Regions from separate parts of the Danio rerio genome. Here region 2 is linked to region 1. Evidence: chromatin contacts called from public HiCAR-type data. All regions are on one chromosome and are shown on one strand. Each heading gives the region's core, a stretch centred on a gene start, on an enhancer-like site or on the middle of the called end of the contact. The rest is flanking DNA. Distances are from core to core; before and after follow the strand shown.

Region 1 (6,201 bases), core at 1,143-3,642:
CTTTGAGCTGTCATGCGCAAAATAAGCAGACTCATCAAGGACTCACTGACATACAGTTAAACTACTGCAGTCAAAACAAAACAGATCAAAATTTCACCTATTAATTCCATAGATGGCCCGAGATGCTTGTAGATCACACAAAAAGCCTGGCCTCGTATGTGACATTATATCATTTAAAATGGGTTCACAGAAATGTCAACATTTAAGATTATGCTGGCTTGCCCTGCACACTGTGAACACAGTTTCAGCCTCATTTATAAATGCAATCAGCACTAATTAATAGATCCTTAAAGGGTTAGTTCACCCTAAAATCCAAATTTACTCCCTGTTTACTGCTGCCTCAAGTGGTTTCAAAGCTTTTTGGGTTTCTTTTCTATTTCTTTCACACACACAAAAAAAATATTGGAAACACTTTAGTTTAGGTTACAATTCATATCATTTACTACTGGCATATTAACTGCCAATTATTTACATATTAACTGCTTATTAACACCTAAAAATTAATAGTTTGGTGCTATTTTATATCCCTGATCCTACCCAATACCTAAACCTCCCTACTTCCTTACTATAAAAAGCAGCTAATTAGTAGTTCATTGAGCTAAAGGTTTTCCCAGAGATGGGTTGCGGCTGGAAGGGCATCCGCTGCGTAAAAACATGCTGGATAAGTTGGGGGTTCATTCCGCTGTGGTGACCCCGGATTAATAAAGGGACTAAGCCGAAAAGAAAATGAATGAATGAATGAATGAATGAATGAATGAATGAGCTAAAAGTATCAGATAATGGTTGTCAATTACAGACTAATTAATTTTAAAGAAAGCTCTAAAGTGGTTACTATTGATGTCCATAGAACTATTAGTTTGGAAGACAATGGTCACCCAATTTACAAAATATTATATTAATAAGAAAAAAGAAACACAAACAGATTTGTGACAAGTGAGGGGTCAGGCATTTTTGGGTGAACTATCCCTTTAAAGGACCATATGATTTCAGCCAACAACACATACTTCTTCCTTGTGAGAAAAACACTTATGAAGCCTGAATTATATTTTTGCAATGTTTGTGACAGCACTGAACACCTACAGAAAGGGTTTGTCCCAAAGCCAAAAGGAAAACTAGTTCTACCGGCTTGCATGGCTTGCAGAGAATGTCTCTGCGTGCGCTTTAGAGACAGGTGAACTGGATTTTCTTGTTTTTCACCTGATCTGTACTTGTTCTTTACCAGCTGACAGGCTGAAGAAGAAAATACACTGAATGTGGGACAAGCAGCCTAGGGATAACACAAAGCTAAAATCAGTCAAGTGTAACAGAGGCCTAATATTCCTTGAGGAGCTTTAAGAAACCGGTGTCAATTTCCAACAGAACAAGTGAAAATGCTCTCATTGTGGACACAAGCATAAGCACACACTTATTCAAAGCAGGACCCAGCCCATCCTAATGAGAATGAGTACGGAAGCGAGTTTCACATGCAACTACATCTACCTGCATCTTTCAGTGAGCTGTAACCATAGACACCAATGTGTGCTACTTACAGTTTTACACTGTTATGTAAGACTAAGCCAGGTTAGCAAGACACAATATATTATAAAGAGTCTAAAACAATTGATCTAGGAAAAGTGAAAGAACAATAGTGATCTATCCAGGCTATTCAAACTGCCTGAAGACACACAGTGCCAAAAATAGCAAGAAACATGTAAGATATGTTTATAACACAAAGTGACCAGAGAATAACTAAAAGTAATCGGAAACCGTGCATCTCTGGTAAATTTAAGTATCTGCAATTGGTCTAGAATGAAAACAAAAATTTACTAGAAGTTTAAACTTGATGTGACCACACTGAAACGTCATTTACCCGATTTAACATTTCTGATGACAATGGATGGCATACAGTACAGTAGTATGGTTTTGTCACTATGAGTGAGATAATTTTAAAGAGTGTTAAAGCAATTTATTAGCTGCTAATTCTGGCTTGTAAATTATTAAACCAGTTGAAAACATTAACACCAAGCAGCTGTTATTACAACCTATGTTACGTCGATAAGGATGCTGTAAAACTGTTTCCAAAACAAGAGCAGTGTCCCTTGTGTTTCTCTCCGTAGGCGATACGCGACTGTGCTGTTAAGTATTTTCACTCACCATTTTTATTGGTTAATCACACTGCAGCCGACCTTCTGTTATAATCCGTTTTGTAACTGTTTATAGTAAAATAATAAACCTCTCTATTTCCCCGTGGCGATGTCACGGTCTCTTTTAGCCTCTGCTGTTGTAAACGTCTCCTCAGGACCAGTGTCGCCGCTCCATAATAGTGTGGACCGCACCGGTAAACGGCTCGAGCGCACTGACTGCACTGCACTCACTCAGCGTCTGCTGCACAAAGTTAAACTTTGTGACTGCTGGTTGACGGAATCAAAGAGGCAAACAACCCATAAATGGAGAATTTCGTGAGTTGCTTTTGGCCAATAGGAGCGCTGCTCGGCGCGTCATTCCAAAGGGAATCCCACCAGATGATTTCGGGTGTGTTAAAGCGCGTCCTATATGCGCAGCGAGGCTGCGTTAAACACTTTACAGCATCACTGCGCCAAAGAGCATAGACACTGAAGACACAAAGAGCTGAAGCAACAAATACAGAATTGTATAGTACTACAACTGAAGAAAACGTTAACGGTATAAACATCATGTGTATATAATGTTTTTTTTTTCCTTTTTCTTTTCATGTATTTATACATTTTCACCATTTATTTTATGAAGTATTTAATTTTCAATTCGTTTATTCTTTTCTAAAGGTTGCTTTTATTATTTCCAAAACATTGTGTATCTAGGCTATATTATATTCTTCATATTATAATATCATGATATCATTATAAGTAGCTGTATAATTACATCATAAACACTATAAATTCAGTTTTACATGTTATTAAGCATCATTCAATCGTTTTCTTATCGGCTCAGTCCATTTGTTAATCTGGGGTTGCCACAGCGGACTGAACCGCCAACCTATCCAGCATATATTTTATGCAGCGGATGCCCTTCCAGCTGCAACCAAGCACCCATAATATTAATTAAAATATTAATTAAAAATTATTACACATAAATAAAATCTCAACTTTGGAAGTATACAGTATGTTCGCTTTTTATTGCCTCATATATTAAGAAAACCTTTAAGAAAATTACATTTTTTAAATATGTATATATTGAATGATTAAAATAAAACATGCACCTGGATTAAAATACATTAAGATTTGCCTGTTTAAAAAAATAAATTTTATTGTCTTATTGAAATTGATATGGACGAGGCATATCTACACAGTAGGTAGTGCTGTCGCCTCACAGCAAGAAGGTTGCTGGGTCGCTGGTTCGAACCTCGGCTCAGTTGGCGTTTCTGTGTGGAGTTTGCATGTTCTCCCTGCCTTCGCATGAGTTTCCTCTGGGTGCTCCGGTTTCCCCCACAGTCCAAAGACATGCGGTACAGGTGAATTAGGTAGGCTAAATTGTCCATAGTGTATGAGTGTGTGTGTGTGAATGTTTCCCAGAGATGGGTTGCAGCTGAAAGGGCATACGCTGCGTAAAAACTTGCTGGATAAGTTGGCGGTTCATTCCGCTGTGGCGACCCCAGATTAATAAAGGGACTAAGCCGACAAGAAAATGAATCAATGAATGAAATTGATATTATATTGTCATTTGAAAAAATCTGTATAATTAGTTTTCTCGGTGAATGCTTTAAAATGTAAATTATCCCCTTGATACAAAGCAATCTTTATATTTTTGTGGGAACCATGATAGATTTAAGCTTTTAAGATTACTTTAGAAAGTTCAAAAACCATTGACGGTCCATTTTAATTGTATAATTTAATATTTTATCAAACTACTGCACTTTTAAAAACAGAAGGGGCCACTAAAAAAACAATTACTTTCAAACGTTTGACTAGCCGTGTGGTTATTTATTTTAAATATTAATTTTATTTCCTAACATTATAGATTTTAAAATAAATCTATCCATCTATATTTTTCAATCTTACTATTAGTGCTGTCTGTCTGCCTGTCTGTCTATCTTACTATTAGTGATGTCTGTCTGTCTGCCTGTATGTCTGTCTATCTATCCATCTATCTATCTAAAGGTTTTTATAACATTATATTTTCTTACCAGTCGGTTACAAAAAAACATTAAGGTAGACATGGATGATAAAACAGAAGCATTAATTTATAACTCTTTAATGTATAAATTGTTTCATTAATAACAATAATTTAATACATAATAAATACAAATATTCAGTTCATATTTATTTACTTATTATAAATTTTGCATTCTTCTTATGCTTTAATCCAAAATATGTTTTCATTTCATCATATTTTCATCACCTCATCCGCACTGCTCTCCTGACAATCCAGCAGGTGGCAGCAGGAGTCCATTAAACACTTGCATGATGTGAAAACTATCTATTCATTTGCATATGCAATTTTTGACATTGCAGTGTTTAAAATTATTTAAAAATTATTTAAACACTGGGCATAAGTTAAAAATAATAATAAAGGTTATTCTCTACATTCGATTATTAAATGTACATCATTTACAGTAGGCTCAATTCCAACTCAAAATTCCTACATTAAATTATATAAATGATTTAAACCACTTGATATATTCTTTGAAGTCCCAAACATAATGATTATTCATATGTAAATAAAAAATAATTCGCTTCAATGGTCCACAGGGCTCGCCATAGCTCACTCCTCCTGCTTTTTGTGGTCCAGAGCTCAAGCACGCTGCACCTCCCCATTCCTCCACTAATAAACATGGCTGAACTGAAAACGGACGGTGAATTACAGGACTGAACGCGTCTGCAGCAGAAGCACAGGACTCACACACATACACACTCTCCCTCAAACTGTTGATTCAGGCAAGAAGACTGAACATGACGTGAACGTTTATACGGGGAAACTAAAGCAGCAAAAAGTTTGACAGCCGCCAACGAAGAGAGACTTCAGCGGGACAGACAGAGACTGAGCTCAGATACAACTGCACACTGAGCAGATACTAAATACTGCTTTTGCATTTATGGAAATTATTCTTTAAACGCCTCTTCTACTGAAGAAACCGTGGATTTGTGGCTCTGAGCTAGCACAAAACAGTTTTGGTTTACGTTTTAAGATTCTTAAGCTGCTCTTGTATGGATTTACTATTCGCATTTTTGTTGTATCGGCTCGTGTAAACGATGTTCTCCGGTAAACAAACCAAGCCGACTTTCAAGTCTTATCTTCCTCCACTTCAGGTGAGTGAGATACTAGCTTGCTAACGACTAGCTGATAAAAAAACACAATGACATATTCATTTCTTTAACTATTCTTGACTAGATATATGTTAGGGGAACTCTTTCACCCCATATGTTTGACATCTGGAAGACTGTAAACAAAGTTAAGTGTAAGTGTAGTTAAGCCTTCACTCGGTTGGATAACTTTGGTGTCAGTTCTTCACTGTGGTAACTTTTAAGGTAATAACTATAATAAAAAAAAAAATATATATATATATATATATATATATATATATATATATATATATATATATATGGTACTTCCATGAGACATGGAGTAAGATACAGGGGAAATGCCAACTTTATAAGGATGAAAATGTGTAACCTATTTAGATATACATTCAACTTTACATAACTTAATAACAAATAAGTAGCCAGGATGTTTAAAATTTAACTCATGGGGTAATGAATTATTATAACCCCATGGACAGTGAAAAAAAAAGCTTTTTCTCCTCTAATCTAACATTAATGTCCACAAATTCCTTATTCATAAAAAAAACTCTGATTTTCAACATAATACAATGTGGTGCTGTTGCTCACTATTTTTTTAGACCCATAATTAGATAATTTAGCTTTATTATGACTATCATTGTATTGCATACTTGTACAGTGAGTTATAAGTGTTTATGTTTCACAGACCGATTTGAAGAAAAGTCCACAACTGCCTATCAAGAAGCTAGAAGCAAAACTTTTACCGGGTGAGTGATTTCAAAACTACTTCTATCACAACAGCTCACAACCTTCAAGGTTAGGTTGGTGTGGGTGACTATTTGAAGTTTCACAGAGTATGTTTGATAGTTCAAACCACCAGTGCGTATTTCAGGAAACACGATTTCAGTGACTACCCTGGTAAATTAAAATTTAACAAACTCTGGTTATTCATGTTCAAAATGATGAGTTG
Region 2 (6,201 bases), core at 2,131-4,630, 240 kb after region 1:
AAACAATATTTTAAATTTGTATTTAATATTTTTCTATAACATAAATTTGGGTTTACTAGTTTTTGGACCGATATTGTAAGTTAATTTGTTAGATGTTTGTTAGAGCTCCAGATTTGGTTTCAGTACCGAGTAATCTAATGTTTATGCACAAATATAATATTGCATAGCTTCCTATTAAAATATAAATTTAAAAGAGAGATTTGTGAGGGGTGTACTTATATATGCTGAGCACTGTATGCTTGTTTGTCCCGCTGTTATTTTTGTCTGTTTGGCACGTTTTGCTGCAGTCTGCAGATAAGCCTGTCAGCCTTTATTCTTCAATAGCTTTCTTCCATAATTATACACTACCTGGCCAACAATCATTCAATGTGTTTAAGTCAACTGTGACTACCTAATTTTGATTAAGGTAAACATTTGTAATTGCATTGGTTTGACAACCTTATGGAGTGTCAGTTAATTTCCATCAAGAGTTTATTTTAATCATTCATTTTTGGCAGAGATCTTGAAATGATATTAGGAGCAGACCAAACCTGAAGAGAACCGGTTTACAAAATCAACTCCAGCACTTCTTAAAGACTTCTAGTTAGGTTCAGGTCAAGTGCTGTTCAATCCATGTGTCAAAAGAAGCATTCTGTCGCAGCTTAAGCCTGATGAATCTTTTATTAAGAAACTGCAGTCTGACAATGTTACATAAATTACATTATTATTATTATACATAATTATAATTACAGTACAATCATTGTAAAGTGAGCCAGTGACTGTTGTACCTGAGACAACACAGTGAGGTCGCCTTCAAAATTAGTTGGATTAATCCAATTTATTCAAGTGACTGTAGCTAGCAATAAACAGGAGTGGGACTCATGGGTTCTGGTCGTTCTTGTCACATTTTAACATGACTTTAACCCCAAGCCCCTGCCGAGTGGTCTCGAAAGCCTGTACAGCGTGTTCCAGTGGGAATCGGTGGGTGACCAGGGGCTTGACGTTCACCTTCTTAGACGCCAACATAGAAATGGCCACCGGCCAGCTGCAGCAACAATGAGGTATCATGAGTAAAAGTGTGCAAGAGAGTGAAATCTTATTTTGAAATATACATATTGTAATAAACTGATGTTGACAGTAATTCTACTCACGTGTTACAGTAGCGAAATACACCTCTGATGTCAACTTCTCTGACTGCAGCGTTGAGAAGCGGTACAGTGGCCATCTCAGCACCAAGACCAACCGACACCACCACTCCTCCAGAACGAGTAGCCTACACACAAACACCATCAGTGACACATAAAAATATCCAGACATCAAGGTACAGTGAAGCCAGTATGATTTCATAAAGTAAATAAACCAACATAGATGGCTGTCTGAATGCTGCTCTGCACTCCGGTGCACTCTATGCAGATTTGAGGCATGCATCCCAGCATTCCCTCCACTCTTTTAGCCAAGTCCTGTGGTGAATCCTCTTTCTTCACAGGAAGCAGGAAGTCTGCTCCAATCTCTTTTGCCTTGGCAAGCCGATCAGAGGACAAGTCTACAAATAGAAACATAAAGATCATATGTTGTATAGATGTGCAGTCTATCTCAATATAGTTCCCTTTTATATGTCCTGAATATAAACATTACCACTTATGATTACTTGTGAAGCACCCATGGCTTTGGCTGCCAACAGAGACACTAGTCCAATGGGTCCTGTGTTGATGAAAACAAACACCCTTTTTGTTTCCACAGACTGCTTAAACATTTTATCTGTCACGTTCCAGAGACAGTATTTGATAATAACGACACATGCTTTCAGTGATACAAGATTAGCATCAAGCATAGGTCAGTGGACAAGAAGTCAGAGGTCATTACACTGATTAACAAGTTAATGTGTAACGGTTGCATAAATACGTGCAATGATTAGAGCTGGCTGACCTGCACCACAGACAAACACCGAGCTTCCCAGAGTGACTCCTGCCCTCCTGCAGGCATGAATGCCCACTGACAGGGGCTCAATCAGGGCTCCTTCTTCATAAGTAACATTATCAGGAAGCCTGCGTGCACATAGCTTTAGAATTATTACACATACGATTCAAAACTAAGCTGTATCATTTATCCAGCTATGGTGATCTGACTTGTAGCAGAAGCTGGCGCTGTGTTTGTAGTATCTGCACAGGTTTCCGTCATCTGGAGGAGTGGCACAGAAGAATATGCTGGGGGAAAGATTGTAGTGTCCAGATTTGACAAACTCATCTACTTCACGAGGAACTCCAGGCTCAACTGCAACTCTGTCCCCTGGGCGCAAAAAATAGCCGCAATACTAGTTCCTCACATGAAAAATACTATAGTCATCATGTATACTAAGTACTATTATGTTTTTGAACAATACTATAGTAAAGTACTTGAATTAATCTGGTGTGGTAAATCTATAGTTGAAATGGCAATACAACATTTGTAGTGATAAAAACTAAAGGATTTTACAGTATTTATTCACTATAAGTAAAACTACAGTACACTGTAGCTGCAGGGTTCCACACAATTCCTTCACGTTGTCCCAACACAAACTGATTAGATTACTTAATTGTTTTGACAAATTTAAGTGAAATTAACGTAAAACAATTAAGTTGTCCACCTAAAAACTTGAGTATTGCGTTGTTTCAGCACAGTAGTTTGACCAAGCAGCAAAAAATAAATAAATAATAAATTGACTGTGCTGTAGCATTCATTATCAAAATGATGTAAAAAAGAAAAAAGATATACTATATACAGTACAACACACTTTAGTTTGGTTCAAACACACTAGTATTTACTATACACTACTACAGATGTAGTTTTTTTCTTATGTGGGTTGACTAACTGTTATAATGCTGCAAACTAAGCCAAAAACGAACCTGGTTTAAGGTGTGTGACAGCAGAGCCGACCTTCACCACTCGACCAGAGGCTTCATGTCCTAGAATCATGGGCTGTTTGACCACAAAGTCTCCAATGCGGCCGTTTTGCCAATAGTGCACGTCTGATCCACATATGCCCACAGAGTGCATCTGAAGCAACACGTCTGCAATAACAATAATAAATATACTGAAGTATTCCTTTTATTGCAATGCATTCGGTAATATTTCTTTGTGACATAAATACCATTTGGTCCTGGCTCCGGAATCGGACGCTGTTCCTATACAAAAAAATACAGAAAATCTGCAATTATTAACTAAAAGTGCATTCAGACATGCAAAATCAGCTAAACTCTTGAGGTGTCATACCAATCTCAGATCTCCTTTTGCGTGCAAGACCACGGAAAGGTTGTCTTTGTCCATTGTATTTTCTTATATACGCACAGAAAACAGAACTACTGCAAACGACTATTCAATGAGTTCTTATAGTGCCTGCCTGGCCCTTGCATGGATCATGCGCGCTTTCACTTACACACACTAGACTTTGGCCATCCCACTTCTTCCTGTTTATCAGCGGCTCATTCAAGAACATCAAAACTGCGCCTTGTGCAGTCAGGGAATAACAACCAGGAGTAAGTACGCTCTGCAAGCGTACATACAAAATAAAAAGCATGGACCGGTCATCCTTTTTAAGCATTATATATTCCAGCTATTTATTTTTATTTACATAACTACCCTTTTTTCATTGTCCCACCTAAGACCCACTCGGAGGACAATGTGCTATGCCGGAAGTTGTCTGTTACTATGACGACGTGTTTCGCTTTTATATTTATCCTACAGGTTTTCGGAAATATTGCGTGTCCACGTGAAGTAAAATACAATGGACGGATATGATATGGTACTAGAGTGTCTTAACAAACAACAGGAGAGTCTGAACATGAGTCACCGGGGTCTCGTTGTTTTGCCACCTGGAGTTTCGAGACTCGTTACCTTGAAAAAACTGTTTCTGAACAATAACCAGCTCATTTTGCCACCAGACGAGGTACTCAACAAATTTACTTGTATTACAAGGTAACATTGCTATTTGCAATGTGAATTCGTAGCACACTTCACTTTATTCAGTGCTGGGTTGCAGTAAACAGAATTATTAACCACATAAAAATTGTGTTTATAATTATTTATAGTACGTTTTTAAATGTTCACTACTACACTTACTTTGCATAACAAACTATTTACACTTTTTCAACCATTTTAATTATCTTTAATTATTATTTACCCTCAATGTTTTACTTTATCCTCTTAAGGCCCAAGGTGCTTATTTACATGCATTTTTTAATTTCTCTTTGCTATTATGCTTATTGGAACCTAATTAGAATAAAAATCATCTATCATCTTTTAAAAATGGTGTACTGTTAGAGAAAAATTATGTGCATATAATTTATGTGGACTCGTGGTCTGAATTTACATAAAACACTTTTTCCTGATTTTTTTTAATGCATAGATAACATTTTTTTTACTTGCTTTGACTATCAGACAGTAAAAATATTTTTTCCCCATTTTGTACAATTAAAAATAGTGTCTGGGACATTTCATATGCTGCAGTTGCAGGATGACACTGTATGTCTGTAACAAAATATAAAACATTCAAAGTATTTTAAATAGCTACTTTAGAGCTAAAATGTGCTGTCCACGTATGTGGCCACTCAAGACCTAGGAGGTTAAAAAATGGACGTCACATCGTTTAGCTTTGAATATTCACAATATAGAATGGCCATGAGTGTTAATTTATTTACAATCCATGCTTCTGAATTTGGGGACAAAACACCTCTCAATCAAATACTGTGTACTATAATTATGCAAACTACTAAACACAGCCAATGTATGTATTATAAATAGAGTTCATATTTCAATTTATCAAGTTCTAACATGTTATATCAATTAATGTTTATTTAATTTATGTAGATATCACACTGACATCTAGGACGACAAATAACATTTATTAAAGGGTGTTCAAGTATTTTTTAAAATAATGCTTTAATTTTAAATGTAGCTTATACATGATTTATGATAGCTCCCTGTGTATTTCTTCAGTTTGGGAACCAGACAATGTAATGTTTAATGCATTTCATAATTTCATGTTATGATTTCATGATATATCTCTTTTTTATTATGATAATCCCATGATAATCAATGTCATATTAGATCAAAGGTACTCTAAAAGCAGTCAAAATACATTACCTAAAATCATGTCATTCATAAAATGTTTTGTCATGTAATTTGTAGCGCAGAACCTAAATTTGTAATTCAACCAAGCACTGCATGTGATAATATCTAAAGTTATATTATAATGTACAGTAAGCAGAATTAATGTGTAAAACACTATTTGCTGCCCCTGTAAGATTCTGCACCTGGAAAAGCTTGAAGAACTGATACTGGACGGAAACCAGCTGACCATGCTTCCCAGCAACATAGGCTCACTGAAGCACCTGACTTATCTTGGTATAAACCACAACCCACTGTCAGTTCTCCCAGAGGCGCTGGGCGATCTGACAGAACTGAGAGAGCTCTGGGCTGTAGGCTGTGGTCTCATCTCCTTACCATCATCTATTGGAAAACTCAGTAAGTTACAAAAACTTGGGGTCCATAATAATATAATTACAAATCTACCATCACAATTTGGATCCCTCAGCAATTTGCAGTGGTTAAACTTGGCTGATAATAAACTTCAAGACCTTCCAGAAGATATTAATCACCTTCCGTCTCTGGTCTTCATAAACCTGGACAAGAACTGTTTTACAGACATCCCTACCGTATTAACAGGTTAGAAGCTTTTCCATGTATTGAAATGACTATTTAGTATTTGTTTAATCCTTGTTTCACCATGAAAAGAGTTTGTTTCAGGGTGCAATATGCAAACTTTAAATGATACCTTTGATATTCTACTTCACTGTTTTCAGACATGTATTGTCAATGTTTAAAAGACTAATAGTTACTATTTTACTTTGAGTAATCATTGCTTGTTAGCAACTGATTATTAATATTAAAAACATATTATTATTATTATTATTAGATACAAATCTATTTGGTGCAGATTTAGTGTTCTATCAGACCCATAGCCAGGGAGAGTTCGGGTGGTTTGAAAGACCCACCCCCACTGATAAAAGGTCCTGAATTTGTCCCAACCATGAGCTCATTTGTCTTATTTTGACTGCTATGCGGTAATAAATTGTAAAGGCATCAAAGAAGGCTTCCCATAAATGCAAAAAACAAAAAAAAAAAAAAAAAAAAAAAAAAACAGAATCTGACGTAAGTGAAGTCATCTTTCACCACAAGTGACTTTTA

Evidence for each region. HiCAR-type assays count read pairs that join an accessible place to other places.
Region 2: a HiCAR-type map of caudal fin shows a contact between it and region 1, with 11 times the contacts expected there. The contact joins the promoter of sord here to the promoter of myo1ea in region 1. A contact is called at or near these places in 6 of 18 Hi-C or Micro-C datasets (caudal fin, embryo, hematopoietic stem cells and 1 more) and 2 of 4 datasets of contacts at active chromatin or transcription factors (caudal fin and embryo).

Annotation. Positions count from the first base shown.
Region 1 is chr7:30,683,651-30,689,851 of GRCz12tu, forward strand. It overlaps myo1ea (myosin IEa), which reads right to left and starts at 2,393. Exons shown (of 28, transcript XM_677757.11): 1 at 2,134-2,393. The coding sequence starts at 2,136. mtmr10 (myotubularin related protein 10) reads left to right here and starts at 4,919. Exons shown (of 16, transcript NM_001077597.2): 1 at 4,919-5,261; 2 at 5,938-5,998. The coding sequence starts at 5,205.
Region 2 is chr7:30,924,913-30,931,113 of GRCz12tu, forward strand. It overlaps sord (sorbitol dehydrogenase), which reads right to left and starts at 3,381. Exons shown (of 9, transcript NM_001172419.2): 1 at 3,229-3,381; 2 at 3,107-3,140; 3 at 2,862-3,026; 4 at 2,106-2,265; 5 at 1,906-2,024; 6 at 1,615-1,680; 7 at 1,344-1,522; 8 at 1,131-1,252; 9 at 642-1,024. The coding sequence starts at 3,282. The coding sequence ends at 859. The region is part of intron 8 of apba2b (amyloid beta (A4) precursor protein-binding, family A, member 2b); the gene reads left to right. si:dkey-1h4.4 reads left to right here and starts at 3,647. Exons shown (of 4, transcript XM_021477858.3): 1 at 3,647-3,901; 2 at 5,259-5,679. The coding sequence starts at 3,740.